2 separate regions of the Mus musculus genome follow, and region 1 is linked to region 2. Evidence: chromatin contacts called from public Hi-C data. All regions are on one chromosome and are shown on one strand. Each heading gives the region's core, a stretch centred on a gene start, on an enhancer-like site or on the middle of the called end of the contact. The rest is flanking DNA. Distances are from core to core; before and after follow the strand shown.

Region 1 (6,650 bases), core at 3,600-6,099, 76 kb before region 2:
TAGGAGCTTGCTTTCTTTCTCTGTTCTCTTTGTTTCCCTGACCTACATTCACGTTTGCCTTTTTGATCACAACACACAGGTATTTACAGGAATTGGTCTCACACTGCAGCCTGCTGAGTTGGCCTCACCTGCCCAAGCTACTCAAAAAAAAAAAAAAAAAAAAAAAAAAAAAAAAGTGTGAGTTGGGAGTGTAGCACTCAGTAGGTTAGTCAGGCCCTGCAAAATGTGCTCCTGAAAAATGCTGAACTGCCGGGTTTCCTCCTATTCCCTTTCTTATCTTCCTTCCTTTCTACAAACACTTCTTCCAGGTGTCTCACATGCCAGACATTGTGTTGGGTAGCCGGGATCTACAGTTACCAAAGGCACACCTGTGGGTGAATACCACGAAAGCCTCTTGCTTATTAAACTTCTCATGTTTATTAATTGGAAATTAAAATAAGTTAAAATACAGCACAGTGCAATTATAAAATGGATAAAAAGAATTCTACCATGAATTAAATGTATAATATTTGCAAAAGGAGACACTGAGAAACAGTGGACAGCCAGCCCCAGCTCTGGCTTCTGGGGTCAGAGCCTATGTGGGAAGTGCAGTCCTTACTTTATTTGAAAGCTTGCTGTAGGCTACCCCAGCAAGCTCCTTTACGGAAGGGGCTAGGCTGCTATTGCCCGTGTCCTAGCCCCTTTCCTTTCTCTCTGTGCCTGGCCAGGGCATTTCCTCCCTCACTTCCGTTCTGAAGAGTCAAGAGCAGCTGATGTAGTTGAAGGGTCTAAGCTTGTGCAGGGTGGGAGGCACAAATCATCCTGTTGGCATTTAAGAGAGTAGGAAAGAGGGGAGCGAGCGGGGCGGGGCCGGAGCGAGCAGAGCAGGCTGGGCAGGAGTGAGGGTGGAGGGAGGGGAGGGAAGATGGAGTCAGAAAGGGATGGGTCTTAAAAAGAAATGGTACATTTAGTTGTTGGGAAGGCAGGTAGAAGAATCAAGCGCTAGGGGCCTTTGCATTTATAATGGCTCCTGAGTTGTTTTTTCAAGTGTTATTACCCAGGTTTGTTAAAAGCCGTTCTTGTGCTGGGAATAGAGCTTGCTTGGTAGTATGTTTGTCTGGCATGCAAGCTACCCTGAATTTGATTCCCCAGACTCGAGTGACATCTGTTAGATGCTTTCAGTCTTGGCACGCTGGAGGTGGAGGACAAGAAGGTCAATGCTATCCTCGGCTCCACGAGAGGTTTGAGACCAGTCTGGGATCTGTGAATTTGTCTTTAAAGCTGTTCTTCCCTGGACTCCAGGCAGGCTAGCTTGTGTGCGCTGGAGACTCTGGGGTGGGACCCGAGTCTGAAAGCTCTCAGAGTTGGACATCTGAAGAACTGATAATGAGTGACCTTGGTGGGCCTGTCTGTCCATGCCCTTGCTCAGTGAGGGACACCTTCTTGGCTGTAAGCCCTTTCGGAAGAAAGAAATACTTGCAGTCATGAAGACAGAGCGTTCTGGAAACTATTTGGGCCAAGTGCCTTGCTTCACTTGGAGTCTTCCCTGGTGCTTTCTCTAACAAGCTGACTGCAGAGACTGGTTTGATTGGGTGGGCTGATCCTTTCCCGTTGTAGTGTTTCGGCAATGAGATCCGGGTGAGTAATACTGATATTGTGACCAGGATTACGGCCGTAGGCTGCCTTCTCCTGGGGCAATGAGTGTCCAGCCATGGGTGAGTGTAGACCATACACATAGCTGAGGTCTGATTGCATGACAGAAAGTTGTGAACCAGCGTCGAGCTGAAACTGTAGGACGAAAGATCTATGGATTGGGGGTTGAGGATAGGTTCAGGATTTGAGGTGGGCCACCAAGCATCATCTTCTCCTAAAAGGATAAGGCATCAGTAAAGAGGGCCATAGGTTCTGAGTTCCACACTGGAGCTCAGAGTGTCTAAGTCAGGGCTCAGCAGAAACAGTCAGTAGAAGGTAAATGTGTCTCTACATAGAGAGGCGCGCACACACACACACACACACACACACACACACACACATAACACATAACACATAATTGTAAGAAGAGATGAAAAAGCTGTGTACAACCAGAGACCAAATGACTCCAAATGGGCATGGAGAGCCACAGAAACAAATAAGTCCGGAAGCTGAAAGCAGTGGGGGGTGGGGGGTTGGGGGAGAGACAGAGAGACAGGGAGACAGAGACAGAATGATAGAGACAGAAAGATAGAAAGATAGAGACAGGGAGAGAAAGAGAGAGACAGAGAGAGAGACAGAGAGAGAAATCTGACTCCCTGTGCAAGCATCATCATGAGTGTGTATTCAAAGCCTGAAGAACTGGGAGTCTGGTGTCTGCCGGAGACAGCGCAGAGATGTATCTCCTGGGAACGTAGCAAGGGAGCAGAGCTGCCTTTGCTCTCTTCAGCTCCATGTTCTAAGGGCCTACAGCCTACTGGGTGCTGGTGCACACACTCAAAGTAGGGTTTTCTCTATTTACAGTTCCCATGCAATTACTCTGTGGCAACATCCTCATAGAAACAGAAGGGCTCTTTACCATCTCTCGGTGGTTTTTAATCTAGGAAAGTTGACAACTACATTAATCATCACGGAGGGACTGCACTGAAAGACAACAAAATCAGCCTCTTTTTGGTGGGGCAGGAAGAACACAGGTGGGGTTGATCCTGCACTGTCACAGTTGTGCCTCCCAAGATGGACTGGGTCAAATGAAAGAATGAAACCAGGACTAGTTTGATCCACACCATTGGCTGAGATCTCAGAAGGGTGAAGGATTTTCTGCTCAGGGTCCTCTTAGTAGATGTATCAGGAGAGACAGAGGGTAGAGCTCCTCCCTGGCTCAGTGCAAAGGAAGCCTTGAGCTGGGGTAGGTAATTGTGAGATGCCTTCCAACAGACCTGAGGACATCAGACAAGGCAGTTCATTAAAAACTCTGCCTGCGTCTTTCCTGTCAGACTTGATGTGCCCATCAGGGGTGACTCAGCCACTTTTCTCATTGCTGTGACGTAATACTTGACAGGAATAAATTAGGGGAAGATTCATCTTGGCTCACGGTTTCAGAAGGATCAGTCTACCGTGGTAAGGGAGGCATGACAGGGAGTCCCACCGCAGTAGGGGTGCTTGGCGGGTTCTTCACACAAAGCCTGAAGCAGGAAGCAGAGAACACAGACTGGGACCAGAAGCAAGTAAAACCTCCAGTGATCCTAAGTCCCAAAGGCTCCCCAGCTTCCAGAACAGCGCTACCATCTGGGACTCAAGTGTTCAAACACATGAGCTTACAGGGGACATTTAACATTTAAACTACAACACAGTCTCTGCTATTAGTGCTACATCAATCAATACTAAGAGTCAATCTGGCTTGTATTTAGTAGTAAGAGGGCAAGAATTCAGGCAATGGAATCACATGACACTGGCACCTCAGAGCTAGAGCAAGCCTTGGTCACATGATCAGTCCTGAATCTGGGGCCTGCTCCCCCAGGCTGTTCTTGTTTCTAGGTTTGTGTAGAGAAAGTGTGTCTTTACCCCCCCCCCCCCCCAGCTCTCACACTGTACCTCTGCAAGTCTCACATCTGTCGGCACATCTGCCTCACTCACAGGATGCAATTCCACCTCAATGCCTGGCTTACTGTGAGCTCTCAACAGAAGTTTGTACACTGAATTAATGAGCTGCAGAAGAGAGGCATACAGGAGACTGACTGCAAATGGTTTGGATGTTTCATCCACCTAACCTTCCAATGGGGTGAGTGATGGGCTCAGACAGTGAAGCCAGGAGTGGATGAAGACATCGTTGAGTGAACCCTGGGACCCCTGGGCTTCCCTGGGATTCTGGAAGCAGGTGTTTAGAAAACCTGCAGGAAACAAGGGGGCAGATCTCACTTCCGTCATGGGGAGTCCTACAGTGTTCTGCGAATCTGGAACACTGCTGTCTGGAACTGTTTATAAGTCCTGTTATTTAGCTCTCTGGCAGGGCCCTTGCTGGAAGGCAGCTGCTTTTCCTCTTGAGGGGGACTACTGATGGCTGCTTCTGTTTTGCTGGTCTGAATCCACCTTCAAACATGCCAGGGACAAACTCTAGATTCCCAAAGCTTCACTAAACCCTCATGCACCAATTGCTGTAGCCTTTACAAACAGACACCCAGTGCCCTGCTGAGAATATTGTCTAGGGCTTATTTACTTATTTGCTTTCTTTTAACAAATAGGATTTCAAATATATTGGAATTTGGCCGTTGAAAGGGGGTGACTTTGAGCTTGCAGTCATCGGTACAGAACACTTGTGAAAAGCCAACCTTTGGCTTTGGCTCTGCTCCCTCTTGACCCCCCCCCCCCAGGCTAGGTAGGGGGGTGCTGTTTCTCTCAAACCTCCCAAAAGTGAGAGGCAGGGGTGGGTGAGTGGGTGGGTGGGTGGTGGTGGTGGTGGTGGTAGAAAAAACCTGAGTGACCTGCTTTGAGTCCCAGGGGTAGGCCTGGGCAAGACAAGTTTTAATTTGAGGATTCTTTTCAGTGCCTGGATTCTCTGGAGGAGACGAACCCACCCCTTTATTTGTACTGGACCAGTAGAACACCACTCTTCACAGGGGGAGGATGGTGTCAAGGCAGGAAACAGAAAGATCAAGGTAGTGCAGGAGTAGAAAAAACAAAACAGACAAAATAACAAGCAACAAAGGGGTCTGGGTACTTGGCATATCCCGTTGCTATCCTTGGACTCTGCCACCCTGGACTCTCTCTCTCCATTGCTTCTTCCTTTCCAGGGCCCAAAGGCTGGAGGAGCCCAGGCCTGGCCTTCAGAGCTCTTACCCAATCTTGGATCCTGGCCGCGAGTCAACTGCACCCTTCCAATCTCGAGTTTAAGTCGCTCTCTGTTACCATGGGAACGGAACACGCATCTCTACCACTTCTCTGTTGTTTCGGGCATTCTATACCTTGGACCCTTAGCTTCCAGTTCCCAGCCAAAGGAGGAGAGGGGAGAGGGAGAGGGAGGGAAGGGAGTCTGGCTTCTAAGGTGAAAAGATGGTAGGAGTGCCTCCCAGGGCATCCCGTGTGGACTCACCTGCGCTGGAACCCAGGACCAACATCTCTAAGCCCCTGGGTGTCACCATCAGCTCATCGGCTCCGTTGAGTGCTATCCATGAGACAGAGAGTTGCCTTTGGGAACATGCATGGGCCTGATCTGGAGTCAGGGGACAGAACCCCGGTGAAATGTACTGATCGTGACTCTAGATGGACTCGCTGGTGTTGCAGGGTGGGTTGGGATGGACGGAGAGGAGGTCAGACCAGCCGATTTGAATACAGGGGTGGGCATTTCTGGTACTTGTACAGAAGTTTCATCAGAAAGAGAGCTGGGCATTTGAAATGTGATGCTTTGTTGTGATTTCCCATTCTTAATAAGCAATTGTGTTTGCATCTAAGTTTGTAATTCCAATTCTTTCTTTTCTGAGTGAGTCTGACAAGCTGTATAAACTGCAGGTTTCTGTGACGCCTAAGCAGTCACTAGGACTGTGTGTTCCTGGCTAATAGTGCCTCCTGGTGGCCTGGGCTAGACTCCTGGGAAGAGCTGAGAACAACAACAACACAAAAGAAACTGCTGGGAAAGTAAGGGGCACAGACCCACCGGGAAACCAGTAAACAGAGAACAGTCGGTGGCCGTTTCTGCCCCTCTCCGAGGCAATGAGGAGACCCAGGCGAGGCTCATAAAGGTATTGCTGGGCAGGAGAGTGGAGAACTGATCTGGCTGCTTTGGGTATGCTTTGGGTATCAAGCAGACTCAAGGGCAGTGCCAAGGGCTGGCCTGTGAGAATGGGTATAGCTGCCCCTCCCTGCCCGCACCATCATCTCCAATGCCCTTACATGAATCTAAGTAAAAAAGTGTGCTGTATTGTGTACACACAGCTTCAAGGAAAGTTTCCAAGTCTGTCATTTCAAGCAGTGCCCTTAGCTTCAGAGTCCATGTCAGGGTTCCCTTCCTGTCAGCCTGGTGTCTGGAATCTAGGCCATTGTTACTGTACAGTCTTCCACAAGATGGCGCCCACTGGTTTTATGTAGATGGGGTCATTCCTTTGGGGAGATTAAAAAAAAAAGATTTATTTATGTATATGAGTGCTCTATCTGCATGCCAGAAGAGGGCATCAGATCCCAGATTAGATGCTTGTGAGCCACCATGCGGTTGCTAGGAACTGAACTCAGGACCTCTGTGAGAGCATCCAGTGCTTTAATTGCTGAGCCATCATCTCTCCAGCCCCTGTGGGGATTTTCTTAAACACCTACTACATGCCTATATCATATTAGGAGGTGTTGGGAACATAGATGGAGTGAGACAGAAACATTACAGGTTTTAAGTTATTTAGTGACTAGCCTCCAAATACCACTGAATCGGTCATGGATCTGGGTGGGAATTTATCTGTCTCTTTCCTTTGGTAGTAATTATCAGCCCTACCTCTGGACCATCTTGCCCCAGGGAAGAAATGCAACCACAATGCTCACTCTTGGCAAAGGCAAGCCTAGGATCGTAGTGGATGGAGAGAGGCAGAGAGGCAGGCGGAGGTCCTTGTGAGAGTAATTACTGCCTGCCTCTCTGGGTTCAGTAAGGCATACATGCCATTAGGTCCCTGAACAAAGCATCTTTTCAGACATTTCCTACCCCACAAGGCTGCTTCTAGAGATGCCTT
Region 2 (6,537 bases), core at 3,207-5,706:
AGAAAGCTGCTGTGTTAACTACTGGGTTTTGCTTTCATTCTGAAGAAAGCCTTAACAGCATGCAGGGCTCTGGTGACCCATGTTGCTCCTGCCTACTATTTCAGCTGAACAGTTCTGAGTGACATATCTTCTCTCGTCTACCTTGGACACCATCCTGCAGTTGCCCCTTTGTCTGCTTCATTTCCATCCCGTGGTTTCTTTATTCCACCTTTATTGAGCCTCTTGCTATCTTAGGAAACGTTTGTTCTCTCTCAAGGACGTCCTGGTGCTGTGTACTTTATCCCTCTGGGATTTCTTCCCAAAGCTGGAACCTCAAATTTTTTTTCTTCTCTTCTTTCCCATCTTCTTCCTCATATAGACATTGAGGCTGGTAGGGAGGCAATCAACTCTCCTCTGTGACAAGACCAAGGACCAGGGCTTCAAATGTCCATGACAGTATGGACAGTATGATTCCTTCCCTGAAAATCGATGGCAAGGGCTCAGGCTGCCTCTCCATCTTGTTGTGAAGGCAAGAAGGCTCTGTGTGGTTACAGAAAGGCTCTGTGTGGCTCACGAATGTAATTGTATTAGTGTCCCAGGGCTACTGTAACTGATTACCACAAACTCAGCAACTTAAAACAATACAAGTTTGTTCTTGCAGCTCTGGGGCCAGAGCCTGAAATCAAGTTGTCCATAAAGTTGATTCCCTCTCCAGCCTCAGGGTGTGTGTGTGTGTGCTTGTGTGTATGTGTGTGCTTGTGTGTGCATGCATGAGTGTGTGCGTGCTTGTGTATATGTATGTGCATGCATGTGTGTGTGTTTGTGTGTATGTACCCCAGAGGGATAAAGTACACAGCACCAGGATGTCCTTGAGAGAGAACAAATGTTTCCTAAGATAGCAAGAGGCATACATGTGTGTGTACTTGTATGTGTGTGTGCTTGTGTGTGTGTATGTGTGTGTATGTATGTATGTGCTTGTGTGTGTGCATGCATGTGTGTCAGTGTGTGCATGCATGTGTCTGTGTATGTGCATGTGTGTGTATGTGTGTGCATGTGTGTGGGGCAGTGCTTCTTGGTATTTCCCATCATGGGACAGCTTGCAAGCATGCCTTGGCTTGTAGCTTCATTACCTCAGACGCTTCCTCTTTCCATAGTTTTTTGGGCTATCTCTTCTCTTCAGTTTCTTGCCACTGGCTTAGGACCCACCTGGTTAAATAAGGATGAGTTCATCCCGAGAGCCCACGTTAGTTAGAACTACAAAGACCTGCTTTTCAAATACGGTGATTTCCACAGGCCCTGAGAGTTGGAGTGTGGGCATATCCTTTTAGGAGTCATTCTTCTATCTGCTTATATGGCCATCTCCCTCCCAGCTTTCTGCCTTGGTATGAAATTGTAACCAATCAGAAAAACATTGAAACTTATGTGCTAGATCTCTAGACAGTCCAGATGAAAAAGTAAAATCTCTCTGAGAAAGGTCACTTAAATGTTTAGTGCTCAGGAGCGTAAGGCAGGAAGGAGGACCTTGGGGAGAGGGGAGAAAGGAGGCCAGTTTTAGCAAAGCTTCAAGAGGCAGTGCTGGTCGGATGGGTGTATTATGAGTAAATGCTGCGAAGTGCTAAGCTGAAGACTGTAGACTTCCAGCCTCCAGCAAAAGGGCCACGAATGGGAAATAAGAAAGTCCCAAAGTGAGACCAACTGGCCCTAATTTTATCTCCCCAGCTGATGGTGCTTCCCAGCTGATGGTGCTATTTAGGAAGCTGTAGAACTAATCTGGAGGATGTCGGGGCTTGGCTGGTAGAAGCACATCACAGGAAGTGGGTCATTTGGGATCTATTGACTCTGTCTCCTTCCCTGTCCTGTATTCTGCTTCCGGTCTGTCTTATCAGATGCTTTTCTGTTGCTGTGATAAAACACTGAGTCCAAGGCAACTTGCAGAAGGGAGGATTTATTGGGGCTTATAGTTGCAAGGGATAAGGTCCTGTCTTGGTAGGAAGGTATGGCAGCAGGCAGGCATGGTGGCCAGAGCAGAAAGTCGAGAACTCACACCCCAAGGGCAAGTACTAAGCAGAGAGAATGAACTGGAAGTGGGTGAGGCTATGAGATCTTGCAGTCTACTTATAGTGACGTACTTCCTCTAGCAAGGCTGCCCTTTCTAAAACTCCTTAAACTGCTCCATCGTTTGGAAGTGAGCGTTCAAATGCATGAGCCTTTAGAGGACATTTCTCATGTAAACCACCTCAGCCACAACGTGACCAGTTGCGTCATGTGCCTGCCAACGTGAATTGAGCTCCTCCTACTGCTACGTCTCCCCATAAATGATGGGACGAACCACCCTGAAACCATGAGCTAAAATACATCTATCCCTCCCAGTTGCTTCTGTCAGGTGTTCTGTCACAGGGATAAGTTAAGTCGTGAATCTATCCATCACACAATCTTGTCCTTGAGTATTTGTGGATCTTCCCAGAGCAAGAGTGCATAGAGGAGTTAGACTGCTAAGTATAAACAAGATGTAGCCTTTTAGACCATCAAGAAATGCCTATGAGCCTAAGATCACACACTGAATGGCAGCCTTTAGATGACTGAGTCCCACTGAAATACTCCCCCTACTGCATTGATGGTCTCTAATGACCCCAGTGGAATTTAGGAACAGATTCCATGAATACAAAACACTGTTAGAATTAGTCTTATCTTGACAACCAGTTGTCACAAAGTCCCAGGTTTGTTGAGATCCGGTTCTACAGAGCTGGCTCTCAGGGGGAAATGGATTTTGATTTCCCCATTGTATTCTAACTGCAGCACACTTTGGAAGGAACCATTTGTGACGAGTAAATGACAGGAGGAATAAATAATTCAGATCAGTTTTCCTTGTAAGGACTTGGAGTGTTTGCCTGATGCTCAAGGTTAGGAATTATAGCTCCAAGGGATGGAGGTCTCATTTTGAACATCCTTTATTTCTGTTAATAAAGGGGCCCTGACTTCTGCTAATAGAGTGGCCTACAGTGTTTGCCATGTGAGGGTTCATGTGGCCCAGCGTGCAAGTGCTTTGTATTTTGGATCCAGACAGACCAAGTCTAAGTTTTGGCTATCTCATTTAATTAGTTAGGAGTTTCGGGGATACTTATTTAATTGCTTTGGAACTCGATTTTCTGGACTGCAAAAGACAGGAGAGCAATCATAGTTATCTTAGAGGTACAGGAAACCTGGGTCTAAAGCATACTTAGAGCACTTGAATTTTCAGCAAGTGTCTGTTATTAGGACTTTTCTCAGAAAATAATGCTAGCCTTCACAGAGTTGGCCAGTGGATTCGGAAAGATGAACAGTGTTAAGCATTTAGTGCCCTCTGTGCTGGTATAGGGGTGTGAAGGTAACAGTTTAACACGACTTGTTTATTAAGGATCCAGGCTTGATAATTCTGCTGTCTCTTGGAGTATCTGTTCCTTCCAGCTCTCCAGGGTAGGGCCTTAGCTCATCTGTGATCTGCTTCTCCCTGAACCAGAATCATGCACACAAGGTACGACAGTGAAATTCATCCTCCAGGTTCACGAAGCACACAGTCTGGCACGTTAGTAAATATGAGTGTTGTGGGGAGCTGGAGGCGTTATAAATCCGTTTTACAGAAGTGAGGGTGGGCGTAGAGACTGCCTGTGTGTCTAACCCTTTCTCATTGCAAATTAAACATCTTTCCTTTGATCCCATATTGTGGCAAGAAACTAACATGAATCTTTGATCCCGTGCCAGTATCTAGAGAAATTACGAGGTCTACCAGGATGGGATAATAGAGCATCATCAAGACTTCTAGCTTTGGAAATTACTTAATCTCCATTCTCAGTGGCTGCTGCTTTGAGACAGCTGTGACAGAAAGGTCCCAAGTGCTATTGAGAACAGCTCATCAGTTCAGAACAAAGCTGATTATGTAAATTGTGCATTAAGATGCAGCTCCAATTTAATTTTACTCTGTAAATAAATATCCCATTAGCATCCATCTGTTGCCAGTCAGGTGAGGCCTTCTCTAAGAGAATACGGCCAAGACCCCAGTGGCTTCTCTCTAAATGCTGATGGGGTGTGGGAGGGTGAGGATTAAGACACCCAAATTCTCTGTGTAGAACTTAATTTGGTTCTCTAAGTGGCAAGTCAGCTATGAGATCAATCGAGGGCAAGAAGAAGCTAGGATTGGCCAAGAACAACAGGACACCTCATCTATTTTTGGCCCTGCTCATTGAGGACACACGCAAGCCTTCTCTGATTGTTGTCTCCAAGATCAATAATAATTATAGCTCAGCCTATTCCCTCCAAAAATAAAAACATTTCAGCTGATGAGAGGCGAGCACTAAATTAGCGCGCCAGCTCTTCTGGCTGCAGGGCAATTTATCAGGCAAAGCCGTTCTTGTGAGCATCGTCTTTGCTGAACCTGAGGATACAGCTCCCCCATCAGCACAGGGAGTGTTGGACAATGGTACTGGCTGGCTGCCAGCACCAGAGGGAGGGTGGCAGGGAGAGCGCATGTTTCCTCTCTTGAGCTGTGCTGCCCAGGTTTCAGGAGGCTGAGTTGTAGAAGCTTCTGCTATTTCCACAGTAATCTATCAACACAAGGAGCAGAAGCTGTGCCACTATTCACCCAGCGGAGGATTAAAACCTGTGGTGTGTTTGGGTAGTGCTGCTGCTATGAGGAGCGGGACTGGTAAGAGGCTGGGCACAAACCCAGGAGACCCATTGTGGCCTATGCACTCTAACACTTAAGGCGTTTTCCCCACAGTTAGTGACTGCTGCGGCTGGCTAAGGACATCCCGGGAGAAATACGAAGAGGCTCTTCAGCAAGGCAACTAGACACGATGCTATGAGCATCAACAAAGGCTTTTGAACGTGCCATTAAAAGAAGACAAAAGTAATTCCTCCCTCCAAGTAATGAGGCCCATGGATTCCAAAGAAGATCTGTCTCCCCCACATTCTTTTCTCCACTGGAGGCCAAGTTGGAAGTCAGAGCATCTGCCCCAGCATCCCTAGTGCAGAGAGAGGACTAAGCTCCTCCCCTTTTCCTCTTCTTGTATCGAAGTTGATTCTGATGCCAGACTCCACTACCTGCCACTATCATGGCTGTGCTGTGACCCTTGTTGCCTGTTTTGATTGGGGCTATTGTGGCTCAGAGTAATAGAACTCTTGACAGTTGTTTAAAATTGATATTTTCCTTTCTCACATAACATTTCAGAGGCAGTCGGGTCAAGACTAGCACAGCAATTCACCATTGCTGTTAGGGCCAGCTCTTTCCTTCTGTCCTCACAGCAGATTGAGGTGTTGCCTCAAGATAATGATTTTATGATCTTGTCTCCAAACAAACAAAATCAAAACACACACACACACACACACACACAAAATGAAAATGATGAGTGTTTTTATTTTACATAATTTCAAAATATTGTTAATTTCGAACCATTAATGAATTATATTTGCATTTCAGTACTAACTCTTCATGATTCCGTATATTTTACACTCCAAGACTCTCAGTTTGGACTATCCATGTATCAATCTCTCCCAGTACTTGCAGCTAGTGGGGCCCACACTAGACTCAGCAGCTCTATAGTGCTCTACCCAAATACATGCTCAGCCTGCAAAGTAGCTCTCCCCCCACCCCAGCCACTACTGTACTTTATTGACTACAACAGTTTGAGAGGGCTCATCTAACTACACGGATCTGTGAGGCATCCTTTTCCCTTCTGTTTTTAATCTGAGTTGGGAAGAGCTGGACCAGCAGGCTTTCCTTGCTCAGCCTGTCCTTCCCTGGACAATTCCACCAGGCGATCTCTCCTCTGATGTGAGAGTCTCCCAGCCCAGCGGTCTCTTTTGCTTGAGTCCATCCTTGCTGGGTCAGGAACATACTACATCCCATTATCTAGAAGGAACCAGTGCCTTATCTAAAAACAAACATCTGACTTCTATGGTAAATGCTAATATAGGAGATAACTGGGCAGGTGGAGGAAGCCAGAGGCCAGGGGAGAATTCCTGCAGAGGAAGGCATTGCACTCTTCAGCTGTGTTTGCTAATGTTCTTTGTTTCCTTCTGACTTCTGTGTTGCTGGAGTCCTCTGAGTTCCCCTCCACTCACAGCCCCATAACTAGTTGTTACTCTATAATAACTGTTCAACTTCAGGAATCACAGGCTGGGGGTAGTTTCTGTCTCTAGGTGCTGGAAGCTCTTGGTGTTCTCAGCTACGAGTTAGTGTCTAATACACATGAACCCGGTCCATACCAAATACATAGTAAAGATCTACATGAATACATTTATAGTACCTTTCACAAAATGGTTTCTAAGTTGTTAATATTTTCAGTGGTATCATGATTGAAAGCCAGAATTGTCCCATCTGCCAGTTTTATGACTATTATCAAAGACAATGGAGACAGTCACAAAAACCCTACATGTAGTCATTTGGATTTGTACTTTATAAGATGTTCACTACATGTGCAAGCCCACTGTTTGAAAATGTGGGTGTGGCAAAGCCAATGGGTAGAAGAATATGGCTACCATTACTCATAGATGTCAAGAGGAAGGGCGATGCCATGCCATGCA

Evidence for each region. Hi-C and Micro-C count contacts between places; a contact is called where the count stands out from the background.
Region 1: a contact with region 2 is called in a Hi-C map of the N1E-115 cell line, with 3 times the contacts expected there. The contact joins the promoter of Erich6b here to the enhancer-like site in region 2. A contact is called at or near these places in 8 of 39 promoter capture datasets (the 3T3-L1 cell line, 3T3-L1-derived adipocytes, the HPC-7 cell line and 4 more), 5 of 484 Hi-C or Micro-C datasets (the G1E-ER4 cell line, the N1E-115 cell line, Th1 cells and 2 more), 1 of 115 datasets of contacts at active chromatin or transcription factors (embryonic stem cells) and 1 of 9 other capture datasets (embryonic stem cells).

The regions. Positions count from the first base shown.
Region 1 is chr14:75,640,421-75,647,070 of GRCm38.p6, reverse strand. It overlaps Erich6b (glutamate rich 6B), which reads right to left and starts at 4,849. Exons shown (of 13, transcript NM_001369022.1): 1 at 4,783-4,849. It overlaps Gm36219 (a long non-coding RNA gene), which reads left to right and starts at 1,426. Exons shown (of 6, transcript XR_383598.2): 1 at 1,426-1,617; 2 at 3,585-3,727; 3 at 4,490-4,601; 4 at 4,737-5,227; 5 at 5,452-5,681.
Region 2 is chr14:75,563,855-75,570,391 of GRCm38.p6, reverse strand. No RefSeq gene overlaps it. Among named protein-coding and RNA genes, the nearest start is that of Gm36060, 14 kb to the right of the region's middle. Within about 2 kb of position 4,456, at least 32 of the 459 cell types and tissues checked have an H3K27ac peak or open chromatin away from gene starts, as enhancers often do. A contact at or near this core is called in the N1E-115 cell line, cerebral cortex and hippocampal neurons, where this site is marked.